Regions from separate parts of the Sus scrofa genome. Here region 1 is linked to region 2. A link is a contact called in public promoter capture Hi-C data. All regions are on one chromosome and are shown on one strand. The core of a region is the stretch at or near the end of the contact, and the rest is flanking DNA. Distances in the headings are between cores, read along the strand shown.

Evidence for each region. Promoter capture Hi-C pulls out the DNA fragments that hold promoters and counts their contacts.
Region 1: a contact with region 2 is called in a promoter capture Hi-C map of liver, with 6 times the contacts expected there. The contact joins the enhancer-like site here to the promoter of SLC5A3 in region 2. A contact is called at or near these places in 2 of 5 promoter capture datasets (fetal liver and liver), 8 of 47 Hi-C or Micro-C datasets (brain, embryonic fibroblasts, fetal heart ventricle and 3 more) and 1 of 2 datasets of contacts at active chromatin or transcription factors (skeletal muscle).

The regions. Positions count from the first base shown.
Region 1 is chr13:197,810,557-197,814,080 of Sscrofa11.1, forward strand. No RefSeq gene overlaps it. Among named protein-coding and RNA genes, the nearest start is that of SLC5A3, 120 kb to the left of the region's middle. Within about 2 kb of position 2,120, at least 52 of the 83 cell types and tissues checked have an H3K27ac peak or open chromatin away from gene starts, as enhancers often do. A contact at or near this core is called in brain, fetal liver, liver and 2 more, where this site is marked.
Region 2 is chr13:197,686,025-197,689,998 of Sscrofa11.1, forward strand. SLC5A3 (sodium/myo-inositol cotransporter) reads left to right here and starts at 2,608. Exons shown (of 2, transcript XM_005657149.3): 1 at 2,608-2,765. It overlaps MRPS6 (28S ribosomal protein S6, mitochondrial), which reads left to right and starts at 1,882. Exons shown (of 4, transcript XM_021069846.1): 1 at 1,882-2,092; 2 at 2,176-2,765. The coding sequence starts at 1,882.

The DNA.
Region 1 (3,524 bases), core at 870-3,369, 120 kb after region 2:
AAAAAACATATGTAGTGGGGCATCAAAAGATGACTGCTAATCACCAAAACCAGACATCGCAAGTTAATGATTTTAGTGCTTTCCTATATATGGGAAGATGCAACAGTCTGGGCTCATCAGAATTAATCCTTTGATATGCATCTTAACAATCTAGGGCCAGTATCCTGTTTTTCTTCAAACTGAATGCCCTGGGGTGACTGCAGTGGCTGATGGTTTGGTGCCTGGCATCAAGAATAGTTTACCAGAATAGCATGGAATATTCTTTGTTTACTGAAATGGCAGGCAACCTTTTTTTTTTTTTGGTCCACACAACCACCACCTTTTTTTAGTTCCAAAACATTTTCATCACTCTGCGCATGCCCCCCCTCCCCACCCCCTCCCCCCAAAATATCCCATGCTCATTAAGCTGTTAGTCCCTAACTCATTCTCCCAGCCCCTGGCCACCCCCAACTGCTTCCTGTCTGACCACTTCTGGATGTGTCATAGAAGTGGAATCATACAGTGCATGTCCTTTTGTGTCTGTCTTCTTTCACTTGGCGAAATGTTTTCAAGGTTTATCCATGTTATTGAGTGTACATAATCCCTTTTTTAAAAAAAGTTATTTTCTTGTTATAGTTGATTTACAATGTTGTGCCACTTTCTGCTGTACAGCAAAGTAACCCAGTTATACATATATATGTGTGTGTGTATAATATGTGTGTGTATACACACACATTCCTTTATTTTCTGTTATCTTCTATCATGAACTACCCCAAAAGCCTGGATATAGTTCCCTGTGCTATACAATAAGACCTCATTGTTCTCCATTCTAAATGTAATAGTTTGCATCTGAACATCATTGCTTTTTATGCCAGAGTAATATTTCATTGTATGGATATGCTCCCATATTTTATTTATCTGATCATCTGTTGATGGACACGGGTTATTTCCACATTTTGGCTACTGTGACTAATGCTGTAATAAACATTCCCGTACAAGCATCTGTTTGGAGTACCCATTTTCAATTCTTTTCAATGTACACCTGGGAGTGGAGTAGCTGGGTCACAAGGTAATTCTCCACCTAACTTTTGAGAAACGTATTAACACCATTTTTTTTTTCTCAGCCATACCCATGCAGAAGATCCCAGGGCCAGGGACGGAACTCCTGCGAGACGCCAGATCCTCAACCTGCTGAGCCACCAGGGAACCCCATAACCCCATTTTTAAAAGTAAGGAATCTGAGGCTCAAGGAAATTGAGTTGTCTAAGGTCACATGACTAGTAAGTGACACAGCCGGCACTAGGACCCAGAAGCTAATACTGCTGTCATTCTAAGGACCCTGACCTGAGGGGAACATCATTCATTCACTCGCCAAACATCCCCCAAGGGAGCGAGCTGGCCTTTGTGGCAGCTTCAACAGTAACTCTCAGAAAGGAACTTCCTAACGCCAGAAACTTCAGCAGAGAACAAAACAAGGGGAGTATTTTAATCATAAATCAACAGGAGTTGCTCACACATAAATCCCATTATGCAGACAATCTATCTGAGCACAGCGACGGTCTCTCAAGGCTCGCTGCACATTTAACGTCAGGGTATGAAGTTCGTGCTGATTCTCCAACCGTCAGAAAAGAGCCACTTTTCCCTATTTCTGGTTTTAACTGTCTGCATTTTTGGATTGACCCTGGGGGGGAGGGGAGTGCGTGGAAACGGATTCGGTTCTGAAGTTCCGATTCGATGGAGAAGCCTGTGCCAATCACTGTCCAAAGAGAAACTCTTGGCGGCATGGCTGCTCAAAGGGTTAAATGCCAGGGCCAGACGGAGACTAAAGGGGGAGTGGGTGTTGGCGGGCGAATTCGGGATGCGGAGGCAGCAGGACTTGGGCATTGGGAATCTTATTTTCCAGTGGTTTCTAAGGGAATTTTACTATGAAGAGGCAAATTCTAATCTCCCTCGCCCTTTCCCGGCTCACTGGAGCATTTTCTGTGTAGAAAGGTGACATCCAAAGGCTGGAGCTTAGCTGGGTTTGAAAACAGACGCCGGCTCCCCCCTCCCACCCTCCCTCGACTCCCCTCCCTGGCCCCGCTGACCTGATTAATCAGAACCCTGCCAAGCCCACTGAGGAGGGCTCCCAGGCTAATCTAATCTCCGTCCCCAAGCGGGGACAGACACCCCCGCTCGGCCAATGAGACGCAATTGTGCAAGCTCGGCCGGGCGGTGGAAAATTCCATGCGCCGGGCGGGCGGCTGCCGCGGCCCCTGGCGGCGGCGCGCGCTCAGCATCCTGCATCCCCGGGTCTCTGGGTCCCCACGTCCCTGGGTCTTGGGCCGGGCCCGCTGCTTCGGGAGCCCCTCCAAAGCCGCCCAGTTTCGGGGCACTTTCAGGCCAGTCACCGTGCAGGAGCTGTTTTTGTTTTTGTTTTTGTTTTCTCTCAAGTTACCCCCACCTCTCTGCGAGAGGAGCTGTCAGCAAATCAAAGAGAGGCTGGCGAGGGTGTGTGTGTATTGGGGGGAGCCCTGTGGTGGCATTTCCCCCTCTGGTGAAGAGTGTGCTGGGGGTGTGTGTGATATCAGCCACCGTCCCCAGCCCCCGCCTTGCCCACCGAAGCCATTAAGTCCTGCCTGCAATCGCCCCTCGGGTTCCTCGTCAGGGCTTTACAACCCAATAAGTATGCGGAGAATGAATGAATCGACCACCTTTCTAGATCCATCCACCAGGAACTACTGGCACCCCTTTGGAAGTGGCTGGTGGGTCCTAGAGAGCGAAGGGTTTAGGAATCGGCAAAGGTGTGTGTATATATAATAAGGGAGCCTGGAGACCCAGAGCTGCAGAGGAACCTAAGGTAATAGGATCCGTGCCCTGATCCAGAGACGCACAGAAAATTCCAGGGAGGCACATCTTGCTCCGTCTGCCATTGCGCGGAGGAGGGGATCCTGATCCGAGATGGAAGGATAGGAGCTAGCCAGGCAAAGAAGGGGGAGGAGCGGGGAGCCTGAGTTCCAGTCCCCGGAGTGAGGCTGCTGCGCAGGCCATAGCGTTTCTAGCGTTTCTACTAAGCTGGGCTGTGTTAAGAGATCGCTATCTTAACTCCACGTGAAGCCCTGCAATAAATCCTCATGATTTCAAGGATTCCAGGCCTGTTTCTGCTCCTCGCAGTGTAAAAGAGCCTAGTGAACACAGTCCAAAAATCAGAATGCAACCTTGCCTCTGAGCGCCTCTGCCAGAAGACATCACAAAAGCTTCTCCTGAGATTGGAACGGGGAGCGGGATCGTGGGCCTCAGCCCTGTGGGAGGGGAAAGGAGAAAATAAAGACAAGTATGAGGCTTCGGGAGGACCCCGTAGGACAGAAGGCTAAGAAAGGGCCGTCCTGGGCCTGAAATAGGTGAGCTGAGCTGAGGTTAAGAAGACAGGAAACCCTGGCTGCCCTAGTTCTGCTAGCGACCTGCTGAAGATTCTGGAAAAGCTCCCACAGTTCCCTGAGTCTTAGTTTTTAACCTCTGTAAAAATCCATATAATAACAATTCCTGAGACAACGAAATGAGACAAA
Region 2 (3,974 bases), core at 1,358-3,857:
TAAGTATCAGAGTAATTTTGAAAATTAATACATGAATACTGAAGAAATGTTTTATAATTCTAAATAATGACTGTATATAGTACAAAATTAAAAAATCTTTTTGGTGAACGTACGTTTATAGTTACAGTAGGAAGACACTAAGTTTGCAGCAGCGTTAAGATTTCGTTATTAATTTTTACTGAACCCACCCCAAGCATTTTGCTGCTGTGCTTAAAAAAAAAAAAAAAAAGTTGAGGGTGTGTAAAGTTTATTAACAACCAAAAAGGAAAAAAAAAAAAAAAAGATGGAACAGCTACAGAATATGGGATACTTCCTTGTTTACAAATTTCACCTGCAGGAGGCATGTTGTAACCAGCATTTCAAATAATCAAAGGAATATAGGTTTCCTTTTTCTCCTTTTCAGGAGAAATGGGATGAGCCCTTGAGCAGCCACCAGATTGCGGGAGCTGGAGGTGCTGATTGTGCCGCAGTAATGTGCAGTCTCGCCAATTTCCTTACACTATTTGTCAGGTTAGAGGGCGGTATAGAGGAAGAAGCCAGATTCTCTCACCTCTGGACACCTTAGGGGGAACTATGGCACTTCCAAGGGCAAATGCTAAAAGTTGAAGTCAATTCATGGTATTGCCCTGGTCTTTGGCTTGGCATATTCCTTTGCGGTTCTTATTTTCTCATTCAAAGGGGGACATGTTGTTGATGGGGGGGGGGCGAGGGGAGGAGCCGAAGAAGGGACCTTCCTGCAAAACCTCTAACTCTCTTCTGAAGGCCCAGAAATTCCTTGCTTCCTTCTGTTATTTATTTACAATATTCTATTTTTTTTAACCTAAAGTTAAATTACACTCACCAGGTCATTTGTATTGATACCTGTATTGTTTCTTTTTGCAAAAATATGGGTGGTGGTGAAGTCCAGGAAAAGAAAATGTAATCCATATATCACAGAAGAGATTGTGTTCAAATCGTCTTCATCTTGGCGGCGGATGGGAGGTGGGGGATGAGAAATAATAATTTGTCTGGATAAGGTACAAAGGGACTCTATTCTTCGTTTACATAGAGTACATGGTAAATCTACCCAATAATACCAGCACATTAATTTGTGCGAATGGAGAACCGGAAGCTGGACTGCGAGTATAAGCCCAGCCTCCATACAGTCTGGACCCAAATTTTGTCTGTTACTATCTGACCTGGGGCTAGTTACATAACCTCTGCGAGCCTGTATTTCTAAATCCCTTAGGTGGGGTTAATAATAGTTCTTGCCTCATAGCGCTGTTGTGAGAATTTTACGCGACACACGTTAAAGTGGTGTCTTGCCTGACGCGTAATAAGTGCTCAGTAAGTTTTACTTCTTATAACACTAAAGTTGACAGATACTTCGCCTATAGACGCTTTTGTGGGGCAAGCGTGGGCGAGGACGACAGTTGCAAGGAGATCAATCTTTAAGGAATGGAGCTGGAAAACAATGCATTTAGTACACCTCCGGCCAGGGAAAGTAGAGCCAAAGGCTGGAGGGAGAGGTGAGGTCTGTGTGCGTGTTTGGGGAGGGTGGGGGTGGGAGTAAGATGGAAGGCCAGAGACTGCTCCTTCCAGGGCACGCACGATCCCAGATGGTTGGTTACTAAATGACTTACCGAGCATTTAGCCTGTTCCCTAAATGAACGCCCAATAAACATTTAAAGAATATTGGTTCGAGCCCAAGTATTAGCCTGCCCTTGACAACAACACGTGGGTCAGGCCGTGCTCATACAACAAATGCTGGTGTGTGCAGGCATCTTTCTCAGCGGTTTACGAGCATCAACTTACTCGGAGGCATCGCAATCACGAGAAGGAGGTGTCCTTCACATCCCCCTTTTCCTAAGAGCCTGCCCGAGGTCAGGCAGCCGGCGAGGGATGGGATACGACCCGAGCCCGGTGGCCCACAGCCTGCGCCTGACGCCCACCACGCTGGGGAAGGGGCCCCAGGAGGCCGCGCTAGCGGCTGCGCTAGAACACCGAGCTGTGGGCAGAGGCGGGAGGGGCAGTACGCCCCGGGTGTACCCCGCGGGCGCTGCGCGGGGGCGCAGACCGAAGCGGGAACGTTCCGGAACCCGGATGCGCGGCCGTGGGTGGCGAGAGCTTGGGGTCCGGCAGAGACCCCGTGCAGAGAACAGTGGTCACCGACAAGGCAGGCCCCTTACGCTTAAGAGTCGCGGGGTAAGGGCGCGCGCACAGACCAGACCGCACCGCAGCGCACGCGCACACGGGGGCGCACGCTCGCTCGCTCATCGCCCAGGATGAGACGGAAGGCATGGAAAGTTCCAGCTGGTTCGAGAACCATACGTAGCAAGCGCGGCGGCAGCGGCAGCTGCAGGGTCGGAGGCGTGTGCAGCTCCCGCTGGCAGCTCGCAGAGGGGACCCGCGGTGCTGCCCTGCTGCAGTGGCTGCCTGGCCAGGGCGCTGGTCCCCGCGCTGGCTGCCGACCGCAGAGAGCGGGGCTGTCGAGGGGGCGCGGCGCGGCCGCCTTAAGGAGGGGGCGTGGCGTGGCGCGCGGGGGGGCGTGGTTAGGCGAGGGGGCGTGGCGGCCCGTCTGCGCAGCTGCCAGAGCCTTTAAGCCCGGGCTCGCGCGGCCGGAGCGTGCTTTCGCCGCCTGGGAGCCTTCCGGTCCAGCGGTCCGCCAGGTCTCCGCGGTTCCCGCCCTCTTTCATCCCGGGAGACGGTTCCGTGAGGAGCCGCGCGCTGTGCATTCGGGCATGCCCCGCTACGAGCTGGCTTTGATTCTGAAAGCCATGCAGCGGGTAAGTGACCTTCCCCTCAGAGCCCGCCTTCTCGCGCGGGTGTCCCAGTGGCCGCTAGGCCGCCGCCCCCCGCTCTCCCCGCGCGGCCGGGAGGGGGTCGGGGCCGCGGGCGGGCGGCGGGCGCCCGCGCCGAGGGGACGCGTGGGGCCGGCCGGCGGCTCGGCGAGGCCGCGTGCGCGCGGGAGGCGGGGGTGTGCCGACGCGGGAGCGCGGCCGCGGGAGGGTGTGCCTCGCACGCGGCCGCCGGGCAGGCTGGCTGGCGGGCGGGCGGGGGTTGGGGGCGGGGCAGCCCACGGGGGTCCAGTGGAAGGTCCGCGGGAGGACACGCGCCAGCGTCCGGCCCCGCGCCCGCCGTCGGGAAGCAGCCTCGTCGCCGGCCCCGCCGCCGCCTGCTCCGGCGCAGCTCCGCCGCCCACCCGCCTCTGCCTCCGCCTCGCCGCCGCCGCCTCCACTCTAGCGCCCGCCGGCAGCCCCGGAACTGTCCGCGCTCAATAAAACCTTCTGCAAAGCGTGTTTGTGCAGTTGTCTGGACCACGGTCGCGTAGAACCAGCTCTCATGTTAAAAGAAATCTTTTGACTTCTCTTTTTCTGACTTCAGCGAAAATCCTGCTCCGGGTGCCCTTAGCACAGTTTCATTCATCCAAGTTGTGGCCTTTTTTTGTGCGCCTTCTGGAAGAAACTTTGCTCCCCCTGCTTTTGATTGCTCTTGAGGTAGGGGATTTCAGGTTTGGAGGGATGCTAAGCGATCCTGCAGCCCGCTCACTTCAGGTAATGGTGTGGCCGAGGACAGGGGACCCGCGGCCTGGAGGCAGCTCTTCGTTCTCTGTTCTGGGTCAGGTACTTCTCAAGCCGTCGCCCAAATCCCCATTCTTCCGTGGATTCGGTAACGTAGAGTGTGGCATATGCTTTTTTTTTTTTCCTTCTTCCTTCCAGGTATAATAACAGCAAAAAAAAATAACCACTATGTTCGAACTTTAGAAACGTAGCCTCCTTACATTGCCAGAGGCTTGGTTTGGGCACATTTTTATGTTTTGGGTCAGTTTTGAAGAAGAGCTGTTGAGGAGTTTGGTTGAACTTAAAGCCTGGGGTCTTGGTCCAAGCGCCATTGAAAAACCACCAATCACAGAGCATAGACAGTCGTTTCGTTCTTTGCACACTGTAAAGTGGGGAAGGATACCAGTCGGGGCCTCTTGAGCAGGTCTAGAGTCT